3 separate regions of the Sus scrofa genome follow, and all the other regions are linked to region 3. Evidence: chromatin contacts called from public HiChIP or PLAC-seq data. All regions are on one chromosome and are shown on one strand. Each heading gives the region's core, a stretch centred on a gene start, on an enhancer-like site or on the middle of the called end of the contact. The rest is flanking DNA. Distances are from core to core; before and after follow the strand shown. Region 1 holds the start of ACSS1 (acetyl-coenzyme A synthetase 2-like, mitochondrial). Region 2 holds the start of CST7 (cystatin F). Region 3 holds the start of APMAP (adipocyte plasma membrane-associated protein).

Region 1 (2,700 bases), core at 49-2,548, 45 kb after region 3:
TCAGGTGGGCATTACCACCCCCAGTCTACCCAGGAGGAGACTGAGGCTCAGAGGTACAGAGCAACTGGGCCAGTAGATGGTGGAGCCTGGGAGACTCAGACCCCCACTTCCCAATTCAGGCCTTGGTCATGAAGACCTACAGTTCCTTTCCTCAAACAACCCAGACCCCACTTACCTTTCCCCGTTCCCCTCTGACCACCCTGCCCGGCTGCCCACACCCAGGCCAGACCTTGCCAGGCTGGCCGCAGCCTTAGTTCCCGGGCCTTCTCCCCTAGCTGGGCTGGGGAAGGGGTTACTCTCCCCTCTACCCGATCCCAAATCCTGACAGCGCGTGGCGGGATTCAGTCTCTGCAGAGACCCGAGGACTGACGGGCAGTGGAGCTGGTTTCTGGGGTCCCAAACGCACCGGGACTAAAGCCAGCGCCGTGGGTCTTCCGGGCGAAGGTGAAACTGAGAACTGGGAGGCCCCACCACTGCTTCCTTCCCGGCTGCGAGCCGATTCCGGCTACGGGTCGATTCTGGCTACTGGCGGGGCTCTCCTCCTCGGCCACCCGCCACAGCTCGATTTGTTTACACGGGCAGGGCTGCTCCCCAAGCGAGTCGCCGGCCCGCACCTGGCGGTGGCAACAGCCAAAAGCTTCTCGGTGCTATCTCCCGCCGGGACGGGAGCAGGAAGTCCGGCTCCGGGGTCCCCGCGCCCTCCACCCCCGCTCGGCGCAGGCGTCTCACTGCCTCCCGCGGGCGCGCACGGCATGGGGCGCCGGGACCCCGTTCAACGTGGGGGGTGCCGGCCGGGTGGCAGGGGAGTGGGCCGGGCTGGGCCGGTGGGTGGGGGCGGGGTGACGGCGCCGCACGCCCGAACGCTGAGGAGGGGGCGAGTGCGGCAGCCGTCGCCGAGCTCGGGCGCCAGGGTCCCCGAGCCCACTCACCGGACACATTTAACTGGCCTCCCAGGAACCAGCCGATCTTGCCGCTGCGGAAGTCGCAGTCGCTCACCGTGTGGTAGGGGGTGTCCCACACGAGCACGTCCTTCGCCAGCGGCCCCCAGAAGGCGGCCGGCTCGCGCGCGGCCAGCGCGATCCGCTCCTGATAAGAGCCGGGCGGCGCGGCGGGGGCGCTGCTCCAGAGACGGGGGACCCCGGGGCCCCGAGCCCCCACCCCGCGAAGGCCGCCCAGGAGCCGCCCGACGCCGCAGCCCAAGCAACGGGCAGCCATCGCGCCTCAGAGCCCCTCGCGGCTGTGGCGACCCAGCCCTCGCGCGCCCGCGCCCCGCTTCGGCCCCGCCCCGCCTCCCGCCCCGCCCCGCCCCCCGCCCCTCCTGTCTGAAGCTGCCTCCCGACACTCCCCGCCCCCGCTCCGCCTCTGACCACCGCCCCCCCCTCCGCCCTGCCCTGTCCCACCCCTCTTCACCCCACGCAGAGCTGGGCTGCGAAGGGAGGTGGAGCCCCTGTGGAAGTGGAGTTGGGAGCGCGGCGGCGGAGGGGGTCCCCTGCCGGGCTGCCGGGGTTTCAGTTGATGCGTCCCCGACGAGTTCCGACGGCTGCGCCGTTTTGTCAACCGCAGATCTGCGCGGGCAATGCAGGCTCTCCTGGGAGCTGGAAACCGTCGCGGGTGGGAGGGAGCCGGCACAGATGTTAGTGACCCGCGGAGCGAGGCGCACAAGTTGCTCCAAGGACCACTCGTCAGGTTTGGTCGGTTCAGCATCTCAGAGGCTGAGAGCAAAGTGTTCATCCCTTTGTGGGGCCTCGAGATTGAATGCTTGAGCGGCCTGGGTGGCCTGTACGCCTTCCCCCAAAACATACACAAGTAGTCCCCGTGGGCTAAGTGGGCTGGTCAGGGGTCCTCGGACCAGGAGACTGTAAGACCTTGGGTCTGGGATCTGGTGCTTTTATACAGCAGAGAAGCAAACATTCCACCAGCCATGATTGATTTGGAACCGTGGGAGTTCTCAAGCGCAGCTCCAGCATCTGTGGCCTGAGGTCAAAATCTGAAGTTTCTAGCTCTGTATCCCGGGACCAGTTCCTTAACCCCTCTGTGCCTACACCGACTCCACTACTGAGTTCCCTGGTTACCCCTTCCAGGCTGCACATTTCAGACGCCGACTCGTTTATTCTTTAAGCAGCCCTGGGGAGGTAAACAAAAGTAATGTCTCCCTGGGGGGAGGAGGGTCTCCCAGGGGACCCAGTAGTGAAGGCTGTGTTCCTGTTGTCAAGCTGGGAAAGATAGTGGGAAACCCACAGAAACTTGTGGCAACTAGACTCTTAAATATTACAACAAGCACACAAAGTAAACATGTAATGTAAACAGAAGGGAGAGGGGATTTTTGAAAACTGGTTGGTCGAGTGCTTTGGGTTTAGCATAGATCCCTTCCTGTTAGCAGTAGGAGGTATTTGTGCTGTCAGTCAGCCCCAGCACGTGTGCCTGTGTGCCTGTGTGTGTGTGTGTGTGTGTGTGTGCTCACCCTCCTGCTACTGCTTTTTAAGGCTGGGAAACCAGTGATAACAGCTAGCACTAGACATGGGTCCTGCTCTGTGCTGAGCATTTACTTGCAATTTTTACTTAATTTAAAAATTATCTGGTTCTGGACTTTCCGTGTGGCTCACGACATAACTATTCAGCATTGCTTCTACAGTGGCTGTGGCTCAACCCCTGGCTCAGGAACTTCCATATGCCACAGGTGCTTTAAAAAAAAAATTATCT
Region 2 (2,752 bases), core at 37-2,536, 37 kb before region 3:
CCCCACCATTCAGACCACCACCACCATGGATTTTAGAAAATAAAGTAAAAGGCAAAAGATTTATGCGATCTGAAGAGGAAGATAATATAAGAAAGGGAATATAGGAGTTCCCGTCGTGGCGCAGTGGTTAACGAATCCAACTAGGAACCATGAGGTTGCGGGTTCGGTCCCTGCCCTTGCTCAGTGGGTTAACGATCCGGCGTTGCTGTGAGCTGTGGTGTAGGTTGCAGACGCGGCTCTGGTGCAGGCCGGTGGCTACAGCTCCGATTGGACCCCTAGCCTGGGAATCTCCACATGCCGCAGGAGCATCTCTAGAAAAGGCAAAAAGACCAAAAAAAAGAAAGAAAGAAAAGAAAAAGCACACGCAGAACACAAGGGTCAGAAGCCCATCGGATAATCCTCTGCCGGGGCAACTGGAGCTCATGTTTCTTCTGTACATTGTTTAGATGCATACGAGTCATACACACACACACCCAGGCTCCTCCAGAGGTCCCACATGCTGCTCTGCAAGGCTCCACGTGCCTTTGCTGACAGTCCTGCTAGATGATGTGTCAGCACACTTGGGCCACCCTCAGAGTCCCCATGGCCAAGCTGGCATCTGCAAGCAGGCCAGTGCCTGTGTGGCTGGCACAGACTGCTCCAGGTTCAGGGCCCTGGGCCTGGGAGGCTGGGGGGTGGCGGGGTGGAGGTGGTGACGGTGGGTATGACCATGGCCACAGTGCTGGGCCTGGGCCACAGCTCTGCAGAGCTCCGCACAACTTCTCATCCCCTTGTGCCTTAGTTTCCTGGACTCACACAATGTTGTAATTCCCTACACGATGGTGGGGGATTAAAGAAACAGCGAGAAAAGTGCCCGGCATACAGTTAAGTGCTGTCAACACACCCTCTCACTATCACCACCCGTTCATACCACCAAGACAATCTCCTGCAGGGGGCCACTCGGACCCCAGAATCTGGGCCTAGGGAGCTCACCCTTTTCACCTTTTAGAGAAGGAACCCCCAGTACTTGTGCTTCCTAAAATCCCTGCTCATTTTTCTGCTATAATGTCTCTTCCATGTGTTCTAAGGGTAGAAAATCGCAGGGTTTGCTCATAGCTCTCACCTCTTCCTCCTGCCCTGCAAATAATTGCTGTTTGGAAACTTTTACAAAGGAAGCGGTTTACTTTGTAGCCAAGGGATGTGGAGGTGAAGAGCTTCTGGCCAAAACGACTCAACAAAAAACCACTATCCCCCACCCCCTTGGCAGGCGGTTCATTGGGCGGGGCTCCCCCACCACCTCGCGCCCAGCACACACCGCCCTGGGCACAGCCATGCGTCCTGCCAGGGTGCTGCTGGCCGTCTGCACCCTGGTCCTGGTTGCCACCGGGGGCCCTTCACAAGGTAAGAGGGGGTCTCCCGCTGCCTGGGTGCCGTGAGCTTACCCCCAACCCTCCCCCATTCCTGAGGCACATTAGGTTCCATGGGACCCCACAACAGCTGCCTTTGTGGGGAGCAGCCTTGGGGGAGACTGGGGACCTGGGGACCAGGGAAATATCTTCTGCCCCCTGCTATTCTTGGGGCCTGTGGGGGTCCTGAGAACCATCCAGCAGCAGCAGAGGGAGGGACCCCGTGGCCCCTCCACAGCTATAGAACACAGGGTAGCGGTCAGGCCGATTCTATTTGATGGCGCATCCTTCCTGCCTCCGCTGCTGTCCTGTCACTTGGCTCACAGGGATCCTAAGCCTTCATCTTTCCCACCAGGCCGGCGCTGGGGGTTGGGGCTGGGGGAGGAAGGAAGCTGCCACCTGTGGGCCAGGAAATGAGGCACAGAGAGGTTAGGTGACTTGCCCAGTCACACAGCCCATGAGGACCTGCCCTCACATGCACTAGGAAGCTGGTGCCTGGCACTGAAGTGACCAGCGGAAGGGGGAGGGGCCAAGCGGCAGTTGGTATCTATCTTACTCCCTTGTCAAAGGGGGCTGGAGCCTGGCCACAGGCTATAGGTGGGGAGCGCCGAGGCAGGACCAGTGACCTGGGACACCGAGGGTAGGTGACCCAGCCTCGGGCCTTGTCTGTGGCGCAAGTGGCTTGGAGGCCCGTCCGGTGGTCAAGCAGAGACAGCAGCTCTGCTGGGCCCAAGTCTGCCCCCACCTCCGCCCTCCTCTTGAGAGCGGGTTCCAGAGCCTTCCTTGGGGGCAGGGAATAGGGGCCGCTGTGTCACCACCTGGCCTATCCACCCCTGGTGCTAAACCGCACTGACCTGCATGTGGGGCCCAGCAGCCTCCGTCCCTGCCCATCAGAACCTAGGAAATTGCTACATCGATTTCTTCAGCCTTTGCCTTCGGTTGAAAATGGAAAGCCCTTCTTCCTCAACCTGACCAGGAAGCCCCCCAGCCAGGCTCACACGGCCCATCTTCCCACCACAGGCCACCTGGGCACGACCTGGGTCCAGCACCATCGGTCACCAAAGGCAGGAGCTGGGAGCGTCCAGCGACCACTGACCACAGGGGAGGTCTTGGCATGGGGGCCACTGACCCCCCTCTGCATTTGGAGACTTTTCCCAGCATGGACCCATTTGACCCCAAAGCTCCCACTGCAGCCATTCTGCCTATTTGATCTTTGATGATCATGACACTAGTGCATGTTCTTTGTGGGCCAGTGCCATCATCACCCTGTTACACAGATGAGAAGGCTCAGAGAGGCCAAGCAGTTTCACCGAGATGGCACAGCCACTGAGAGACAGAGCTGGGATGCAGACTCGGGGCATGTCCCA
Region 3 (2,700 bases), core at 42-2,541:
GCCCTGCAGGTCCCAACAGACAGGCTTGGGCCAGCTGTTCCCGACTCCTGGGTACTAGAGTATGGCAATGTCCTGTTTGAAGTCTCTGGAGCACAGCACTGCCAGTCCATGCATGTTTGTTTTAAAGGCTCCTCAGTTATCAGCAGATGATTTCACAACACCCACAGTCAAAAGAGTGACCAATTTGTCCTGGTTTGCCCGGGGTTGGCACTGAAAGTTCTACATCCTTAAAACCTCTGAGTCCAAGGCAAACTGGGATGGCTGGTCCTCCTACAGTAAGGACTGTACGTGGAGCCTATTTCCAACCCTTCCTCTGGCCCCAGGACTCATATTACTGAAAAATCCTGTCAATGGCATTTCTAGAGCCAACACTCCTCTCTGCTATGGTGCTCCTTCAAACGTGTTCATCTTATTATCGTCAGTGAATAAATTCAGTCTTCCTTGGCAAAAACTGTCCTGCATTCAGTATACACCACCCCCAGTGGCACCTCAGAAAATACTGCCAATAGTTCTAATAACATGTAAGTCAATCAGTTCCACCCTTTAAATTCGGTCTATGTGGGCCCTCTTGCCCCTTAAAAAAAAAAAAAAAAAAAAAAAAAATTCAAAGTTACCACACTCAGGGCACGAAGCTAAAAAGAGAATTTTAATACTTTCCAAGGCTTAGGCTTCAGTTTTTAACTAACAAAGCAAAGCACATTTAAACTCCGGAAGGCTGGGAGAAGAAGAGGAGGCCAAAGGCCAGGGATTTCTTGTATTAGGCACCGATACTACAGCGCCCTCGGCATCTCCGACCCTACTGGGAAAACGTGCAAGGCTGGACTCTCACAGAAACTGTCCACACGTCCCCTCTGCTCGCGGCTCTTTCTGAAGACGCGGCGAGAAAGGCAGGTGCGGAAGCCGTTCTCCGCGGCCCCGGGCGGCTCCGCGGGCGTCCCTGAGGGAAAGTGCAACCGGGCCGGGGGCAAGGGGGCCCGGGGGCTGGGCAGTGACGCGGCGACCGGCCGAAAGGCCGCAGGTGCACGCGCGGCAGGAACCCGCTTCCTCCCTTGAAGAGAGGCAGCCAGGGATTAAGCGAGGCGTTCGCCACGGTCGCTGCCTCGGAGTCAGGCCCCGCTCCGAGCCCAGCCTACCTGCCGTCCTTGGCCTCTGGGGCCCGGCCGTCATCCGTGACCACCTGCGGCCGCAGGGGCCGGCGCTGCCGCAGCCCATCCGCCTCGCTCATGGTACCAGTGGGACTGCTACCCGAGGGCCGCGCCGCCCGCCTCCTACCCGGCGCACGGAAGTGACGCAGAAGGCCCCACCTCCCCAGGAGAGCGCGGAAGTGACGAGAGTCCAGCCCCTTCCGGCCGCCAGGGCGGGCGCGGCTGCGAGGCACTTCCCGGCAAGTTTGCTCCCGCACACTTTGCAGCCAGCGGCCTTTGGGGCCAGGGCAGCCGTGTTCTCGACCCCCCGGCCCTTCACGTCCTGTCCGACCGCGGCGCGGTGCCCACGCCGGCAGAAGGGACGTGGCCCCACTAGGGGGCTGTTTCGAACCGATGGGGTTACGGGAAAAGGGCCGCCGCCCATGTTCGCCTTTGTGACTGTCAAGCCTACGTTCGACAGTTTGTACGCGTGTGGACGGAGCTGTCTCCGGATAAGTGGACAGAGCCCAGGGCCGTGCACCCGACGGGCCCCCGAGCTCCTCCGAGAAGATCCAGGTCGTCGTGGACAGCTGTGGGGTTTGATGAGCCCTTGGCCGAAGAGGCCATCGGGCTTGTGAGGGCGTCCAGCAGTGACAGAGCTGAAGGTGGGTGGGTTCGGGAAGACACGGGAGGAGGCTTTCTCGGCAGGGAAACCGGGTCATATTACTGTACACCGTCTCCAAAGAAGGTGCTGCAAGTGAAGCCCTGAGAGTCGACTTCTGTGCTGCGCTGGAAGGCGTCCCAGGCGAGCATGCCACGGCCTTTCTGGATGCTGGAGAGCATTGGACTCCCACCTCACTGCCTGCCCCGGCTGGGGGAATGAGGCGTCCCTGTGAAAAGCAGCCACTACTCTTCGGGATCTGGCCCCTTCCTGCCCTGAACTCGGGATTCAGACACTCAGGATTGCTTGCTATTGATAATTCTATGCCTCCCTGGCTTTGTCCACCTTACTCTTTGTGGCAATGCTTTCTGTAACAGCTCTGCTTGGCCAAAACTTTTTATCTCTCAGAATCCACTTTATTTGCTGAAAATCCTTCCCCTGATGTCATAGGCAGGATATCTTCCTTGTTTCTAAGGTACTTTCCACATGCGCCAATTATGGAACTCAGCCTGTTGTAGCCAGGAACATACCTGTACACGAAAATAATAAGTGAGGTTTATTGAACTTGCTGCAGCAAAGGAATGCGCCAGGGCTCGTGTGAGTCTCCTCAAAAGGCTCGTGGAAGGGCCCTCCTGAGATCTGGGACTGGAGTTAGCTGTAGACTGCCTAGGCAGGGATGGGTCAGGATCGGTCACCGGGAGAGTCCCTTGAGAGCAGTGGTCCTGTCTCAGAGGACATGCTCTGCCACATTTGTGTTGCCCAGCCCAGTTTAGTCTACTAAAACTGTGTGTGTCATGGTCAGGCCCACTTTGCTAGCTGTGCTTTGTTTCCTTCCAGTGCCCCAACCCTGTCTCCAACCTAGCTGCCATCCAGTTACTGGCAGGGGGATGGGACCACCAAGATTGATATGACTGG

Evidence for each region. HiChIP or PLAC-seq counts read pairs in DNA pulled down with a chosen protein or histone mark.
Region 1: an H3K27ac HiChIP or PLAC-seq map of skeletal muscle shows a contact between it and region 3. The contact joins the promoter of ACSS1 here to the promoter of APMAP in region 3. A contact is called at or near these places in 2 of 5 promoter capture datasets (fetal liver and liver), 26 of 47 Hi-C or Micro-C datasets (adipocytes, alveolar macrophages, blood and 15 more) and 2 of 2 datasets of contacts at active chromatin or transcription factors (alveolar macrophages and skeletal muscle).
Region 2: an H3K27ac HiChIP or PLAC-seq map of alveolar macrophages shows a contact between it and region 3. The contact joins the promoter of CST7 here to the promoter of APMAP in region 3. A contact is called at or near these places in 1 of 5 promoter capture datasets (liver) and 2 of 2 datasets of contacts at active chromatin or transcription factors (alveolar macrophages and skeletal muscle).

Annotation. Positions count from the first base shown.
Region 1 is chr17:30,838,501-30,841,200 of Sscrofa11.1, forward strand. It overlaps ACSS1 (acetyl-coenzyme A synthetase 2-like, mitochondrial), which reads right to left and starts at 1,299. Exons shown (of 14, transcript XM_001927113.6): 1 at 930-1,299. The coding sequence starts at 1,215.
Region 2 is chr17:30,756,714-30,759,465 of Sscrofa11.1, forward strand. It overlaps CST7 (cystatin F), which reads left to right and starts at 1,287. Exons shown (of 4, transcript NM_001243310.2): 1 at 1,287-1,380. The coding sequence starts at 1,311.
Region 3 is chr17:30,793,711-30,796,410 of Sscrofa11.1, forward strand. APMAP (adipocyte plasma membrane-associated protein) reads right to left here and starts at 1,292. Exons shown (of 9, transcript XM_001927087.7): 1 at 1,134-1,292. The coding sequence starts at 1,225.